Linked DNA regions of Mus musculus: region 2 is linked to region 1. Evidence: chromatin contacts called from public promoter capture Hi-C data. All regions are on one chromosome and are shown on one strand. Each heading gives the region's core, a stretch centred on a gene start, on an enhancer-like site or on the middle of the called end of the contact. The rest is flanking DNA. Distances are from core to core; before and after follow the strand shown. Region 1 holds the start of Camk1 (calcium/calmodulin-dependent protein kinase I). Region 2 holds the start of Hrh1 (histamine receptor H1).

What was found. Promoter capture Hi-C pulls out the DNA fragments that hold promoters and counts their contacts.
Region 2: a promoter capture Hi-C map of embryonic stem cells shows a contact between it and region 1, with 4 times the contacts expected there. The contact joins the promoter of Hrh1 here to the promoter of Camk1 in region 1. A contact is called at or near these places in 1 of 39 promoter capture datasets (embryonic stem cells) and 1 of 115 datasets of contacts at active chromatin or transcription factors (pancreatic cancer cells).

Annotation. Positions count from the first base shown.
Region 1 is chr6:113,342,600-113,346,024 of GRCm38.p6, reverse strand. It overlaps Camk1 (calcium/calmodulin-dependent protein kinase I), which reads left to right and starts at 2,103. Exons shown (of 12, transcript NM_133926.2): 1 at 2,103-2,189.
Region 2 is chr6:114,396,166-114,399,306 of GRCm38.p6, reverse strand. It overlaps Hrh1 (histamine receptor H1), which reads right to left and starts at 1,371. Exons shown (of 2, transcript NM_001317125.1): 1 at 1,309-1,371. Gm38875 (a long non-coding RNA gene) reads left to right here and starts at 1,556. Exons shown (of 3, transcript XR_869365.2): 1 at 1,556-1,654.

The DNA.
Region 1 (3,425 bases), core at 854-3,353:
CTCTCTCTCTCTCTCACACACACACACACACACACACACACACACACACACACACACACACAGACTTTCTAAAAGTGAGAATACCTGAATGCCCCCAGAAAAGCTTTAAAAGCATGCAAAGAGTAAGACCAGAAAAGGTGTGTAAGCAGAGACTGGCCAGGTGGCTCAGTAGTTAAGAGCAGTTGCTGCTCTTGCAGAGGATCCAGGTTTGGTTTTCAGTAACCCACGCGGTGGCTCACAATCACTTGTAATTCCTGTTTCAGATGATCAGATACACTCTCCCAGCTTTCAAGGGCTCCTGCGTGAGCACGGTTCACATATAAAATGGCAGGGTCACATACATAAATAAAAAAGTAAAGAAATCTTTTTAAAAAGTTGTACTAGTCTTCAGAGGGACACTATCACCCAGTAGTGTTGTCATAGAGATAAACACAAAACTGTACTGACACAACTCCCTGGCTCAATAGTATGTTGAATGGGTGGTGAGGAGACTAGAGGTGTGGTCCTAGGTCAGAAGTGGGTTAGGAATCTGAGATTCTGAGATGTGAGGGAAGAAAACACCTCTTAGTCTCTGACCCTCGTCAAATCTTGCTTTTCCTGTGAGCCCTGGTTTATATGAAATCTTTTTCTCATGTTTTACTTTGTTTTGTTTATGTACTTGTGTATGTGAGTGTGCAAGTCTATGGCAGCCAGAGGAGGATGTCAAATGTCTTGATCTATCACTCCCCACCTTACTCCCTTGTACAGCACCCCTCTCTGAACCTGGGGCTAGGCTGGTGGCATGCTCCCCCTCAGTTCTGGGGTTACAGAGGCACACAGCCCCCTCCAGCTTCTTACACAGGCTCTGAGTATTTGAACTCAGGTCTTGTCCTTGAGCCGCTCGCCCACTGAACCATCCCCGAATCCTCCTGTTTTGTCTTTTCTTCCTCCTCCCCTTGAAGGAGAACCTCACCACCGGCTTGCTTAGAACATTTCACAATGCACCTATCTCTGCTTCTGAAGTGCTAAGATTGTGTCAGACACCACACCAGCTTGTTTTGAACTAGTGTTCTAAGTACTTGCACACCCACTACACAGAACTCTCAAGAAAACTTAGAGTCAGTCGTTAATAAGTCCATGTCTCAGGGAAGAAACTGAGGCTCAGAAAGGGAGAGCAGAAAGGGAGGTGGTTGACTTCAAAACCTTTCTAGCATCTTAGCTTAGTCTTCTGAGGCCTGACCACTCCAGGACAGAGGAGGGCCAAACTGGGAGAAACAGAGGTTGAACTCAGGAGGGAGAGCTGCCCTAGACAGGCCAGGTTGCGTCCTTTGCCTGGCTCCAGGGCAGACCTACCTCTAATTCCTGCCAGTTGATTCCCCTTCTAGTCTGAGCTCAATTTAGTCCCAAAGAGCCTTGCATAAACCAAGTCGGGTCAGGTCCCTTGGCCCCAAGCCTAGAGCCCCAGGAAGGGATATGCTCCACCCTCCCCACCCTGGCTCCCAGCCACGGTCACATGGCACTTTGGTCCTCTTTGGCTTGCTTCCTTAAGGATCCAGATTTAACTGCATCTCCCCCTTCCACTTCTCTTCCCTAGTCTCTTTGAGCAGTACCTGAAAGTGTGTGGGATAGAAGCCTTAGCTCTGTTTTGCTGGTGTAGGTCCTCAGTTTATCTGCCTATTAAATGGGACCTTACAGCTTTTCATCAGCCCCTTACTAGTCTTCTGAGTCTTGCATAGGTCCAGCTCCTTTTAAATGGAAGGTGAGGAGAGGAGGAGAAGGAGACTAAGAACTCTAAGGCAGGTCCCAGAACTGTTTTGAAAACAATGCCAGGTTCAAGCTGGCCAGCCTCTGGCATCTCATAAATATTGGTTCAAAAATCATCTGCTTCTAACTAAGTGCTGATTTCAAGACCATCTGTGGCTCTCACTTGTCTCCTGCTGACGACCAAAGGGCACATAAGCATGCTATAGGGCCTGTAACAGAACAACTGGGCCCACTTCTCCAGTCCGAGAGTGCTCGTCCCTAGTCCCCAGGTCCTCTGCCGCAGGCTCCTCCTCCATTGACATCAGAGCCGCAGGCGGGCCGAGGGAGCCGAGCCCCAGCCGAGCGCCAGCGACTGAGCAGGCAAACTGACCAGGCACAGACGCGGCGGGAGCTCCGCACCAGCCACCTCGGCCCTCGCAGCCAGCCCCGAGGCGGGGCAGCCGCAGGTACAACTGAGGGTTGCCCCGGCTCTGTGCAGCGGGGCGCTCCAGCCACAAGATACTGAAGCCCAAGGGTGGGAGGGGCGCCTGGCCCCTGGACAGACAGACGGAACAGGGCTGGGCCTTTCTCTCCCACCTCCCGTCCCAGGCCCTTTAGGTGCTAGGTGACCTCCATGGATATTGCCTGGATATCAGAAAAGGGTGGGGAAGGGTCTGTGTGTGTGTGGTGTATGTCCAAGCGCTAGGCCTGACCATGGAAGGGCGTGGGCATTTGGAAGAGTAGATCGGGGAGGGCATGTGAGGGGTTCCCTGAAGCAGGAATGTGCTTCAGTTGTGTAAAGGTATCTGGGAATTCATTTTTGTTGTTGCATATGGTGTTCAAGGATACACACACACTGCTGTCTGGCTTGCGGGGTAGAGTTCAGGGGAGGTTTGGTCTTCCTCTGAGGGGGTTTAGTTAGGCAGATTGTTAAGGCTTGGTTTGCTGTGTAGGGCTCTGGGCTGAGGAGTTGGAGGGCATAGACAGGACTAAGTTGCTATGTCTGGTATGTGGGAACGGATGCCACCTTGTTCGTGTGTGCATGGAATCAGTACTGCAGTGTAGGGTCTGGGTGTTTTGGATGGACAGGTAGGTGTGAGTGGTGTATATGAACGTGTGTTGATGCTGGGCATATGTGCACAACCAGGTGACGTGGTGTGCAGTGTGATGGATCTAGCAGGAAGGTGTCTGGACTCAAGATTCATGTACTGCTGATGTGGAGTGGTGTCTGCTGCAGGGTGTGGAACTGTGAGGGTCATTAGTGCTGGCATCCATGTGGGTTTGACTTTACATGGATTTACCATTGCCTCTTTCATCAGAAAACCTGGGATGCTGGCCAATGCTCTGGGAACAAGGTCCCACTCAAGGAGTGGACTCTCAGTTCTGGTCAGGGTGCCTTCTCTTCATTCTTCCCAAAGGAACCAGGAGGTTGCTTTCCCAGAGCTCTAGGGCATGAGGGGCTCTGTTCTGGCTTCAAACTCAGTTGATTCTGAGATGTTGACTTTTCTGAATGATTCCCCCAGTCTAGTAGTCTCCTACTGGACCAACACATGACACCCTTTGTCCTTAGCAAGCTTAGCTGGGACTCTCTTGGGCAACTCTGGACTCATTCTATCCATCTCCAACCTCAGTTTCCGAGATTTCTCACATGATACATGGGGAGAGAACCCACCCTTTCTTGTAAGATGACACAGAGCTGTCTA
Region 2 (3,141 bases), core at 122-2,621, 1.1 Mb before region 1:
GTTCCATCCGCCTCTTGAGTCTCACTGATAATTTAAGATACAGGCAAGATTGGTTGGTACTCAATCCACTCCACCACGGACCAGCTGGGCAACTCTAAGCAATCTATTGAACCTCTCTGAGTGTCCACCTATCGCTCAATAACGGTACCTTGCATGGCTGCTGTATAAACTATGTTAATCCATAACCATCTCATAACCATGGGGGGGGGGGCTCTTTCTCTGTCTCCAAGGATTGCCGGTGGCCTTCAGGCCCCCAAGAGTGTCGGATCTCCACCTACTCTCTCCTTTTTGTTCCAGTAACACACTTCACCCCTGGTTCAGGGTCCTGCCCTTCCTCCTCCCCACCCCCCACCCCCCAATAACAGAACGCGCTCTCAGAGCAGTCAGCCTGGGGATCTTCCAGTTCCCTCAGCTCCATTCCGTCTGGAGGTGGGAGCCCCCTGTCGGAGGAGAGCCACCCTGCCTGGAGCAACCCTGTGTCTCCATCGCCCAGGCTAGCAAGCGCCTCAAAGGTGGCTTCTGTAAAGATCAGTTGTGCTCTGATTCAAGACTCTAACTTTCAGAGCAACACGGCGTAAATTGCAGAATTTGGTATCCCCTAACGCTCTCTGGGAAAAGGCAGCCCTCAAGGATCTTCTCTGCCATCAGAACACACCCTGGCCACAGTATCAAGTCTTCTGGCTCGGCCAGGAAACGACGATAAAGCCGGCTAGGAAAGGAGGGAGCGCTGGCTCAGACGCTTCTCATACCCAGACACCTGGTTTGGGTTCCACCTAGCTAAGAAGCTTGGATTCATCCAATTCAGTCTCAAGGCTGTTCTCTAAGAGACAACTTTCCCTCCCCAAGCCTCAGTTTCCTCCTCTGTAAAGTGGGTATACTAGTAGTACCTGGGTCCCGGAGATTCAGAAGGATTTGAGATAGTGGATGTCCGGAGCTTGGCACGGAGATCGCACCTCAACCCAGAGTCTGCGTCCACGGTTAGCATCAAAGCCAAACCCTGAGGAATCTCGGGGAGCCGTTGAGGAGGCCCCCTGGCCCAGAAATCGGAGGCGGACTCTAACCGGTGAGCCCGGCCCCAGCTCCGGGAAGCCACAGGTGTTTGTGCTTACGGGCATAGCAGCCACAGCTCCGATACCCTGCCCAGGCCGCTAGAGCATCCGGCGCGCCCACCTCGTGCGGCCACCTGCGGGATGTCCCCACCGCCCTGCGGGGGCGCGGAACTCAGAGCTGGGCGTGCGCGCATCCTTGCCCTCCTCCCGCCGCCCGCCACCGGGTTCCCGCCCCTGCCCGCGCTGCGCTCCGACTCACCCGCGCCAGCTCCGGGGAAAGTTTGGCGGCGGCGGCCAGACTGCTCGGTGCGGTGGCGGAGGCGGCCGCGGGGGTGGCGGGAGCACGCGGAGGCGGCCTCGGGGGAGGAGCCGCTGAGAGGCCCGCCCACCAGCAGCCCCAGGGCACCCTCCCCCGCCCATCTTCTACCGCCGCGCCCCGCATCTGTGGCGGAGCCCTGAGCTTGGCAAGAAGCCAAGGATGGATCGGAAGCCTGGCGACAGCCCTCCGACACTGCCACCGCATGCTAACCCGGGGACACGCAGAGCCACAGACCAGACCTCAGATAAGGAGGAGCTGACAGGATTCTTCGCAAATTCAACCGCAGGTGGACCAAGGGACTAGTTGGGTTTTTGTTTTGTTTTGTTTTGTTTTGTTTGGGTTTTGTTTTGGTTTTTTGTTTTTTAAATTAGTGACACTGATTGATCCGGATCACCAAGACTCGGGAGGTTTAGAACCGCACAACCACTGTTTCTCTAGATCCTGAAGAATGAATGCGCTCTCGCCCTCTCCCTCCCTCTTTCCCTCCTTCCCTCCTGTCCTCATCCTGCAAGTGCTATGCTGAAACTCAGGGCCTTGCGCTGAGCTATCCCGACCTTGTTCAACTCTCACTGTACCATTACACTTAGGAACCTGTGCCGGCTAAGAGGAGAAGGCGAGAGTGTGTTTTTGTGTGTGTGTGTGTGTGTGTGTGTGTGTGTGTGTGTGTGTTGGGGAAACTTAAGGAACTGTTTTTTTGTTTTTTGGGTTTTGTTTTTCTGAGCTAGGAGAGGGCGTTTCTCCTTCTTTGCTAGGGAAAACCCTTTTAACATTCAATTGTGGCTTCAGATGGCAACAGTCAGGGAAGGGAGAACAACTGAGGAAGGGAAGTGGCTCCTCTTTGCTATGACACCGTGCCCCCTAGAAGGGGCTCATCCTCCCGCAGTGGTATGTAGTTGTGGGAATGCAGGCCCAGCCCTGTGTGGCTCAGTTCCAGACTTGTATGGATGTCTTAGTCCCCTCCTCGTAGCCCTGATTTAAATCTCAAACTACACCAGAAAAAAGAAGCAGTCATCAGCCCTATTTATAGATGATGGGCAGGTTTTGTAGCTTCTACCATGTCCTCACCGAGAACTGCACTTCTAGCCTACCCAGCCCAAGTCCAAAGGCCAAAGTTTTTAACACAGAGGGGCGGAGGACAAGTTAATGATGTCTTTTACACAAAGGGCTTACTTGGTAAGCACCTCGATATAGCCCTTGACCTTGAGCCTGTCTGTGCCTGCCTGGAAGGTGGGACTCCAGACTCATTTGAAATGCCCTTAGGAACCCAGGCAACAGGTGGCTGAATTCAGGTCAGCTGGCAGACCTGGGTGCCAACCCTGCCAGACCCTGACCCTCTTTGACCTGTACCTCCAGAGACCAAGGAGCCCAGGAATCCACAGCACGTTCTACTTCCAGTTGCTACTCTAGGGCCTCCATATTTACACTTTGTGGGACTAATGCACTGTTTGGAACTGAAGGAGTGACCAGGATCGCACCTGTTATAAACTGTAAGGCAAGATATTTCCTCTTCACAGCTGTGGAGTTTACAGGAGTTGGGGCGTATGGCAGAGAGCCTTGGAAATCATCTCTCTTCTTCCTGAAAGTCAGCAGCGCCCGATAACTTGGAATTCTGCTTGAGAAGGTTTCACTTCCTAAGGCCTATTATGGTCTTGTTCTACCCATGGGATTTTTAGAAAAATCAGCATTTTAGAAACAGTGTATCAGGCATTATTTGAAGCTTCTGTTGTTTTTTGGGTTTTGTGTTTTGTTTATTTTGTTGTCATTTTGTGACTG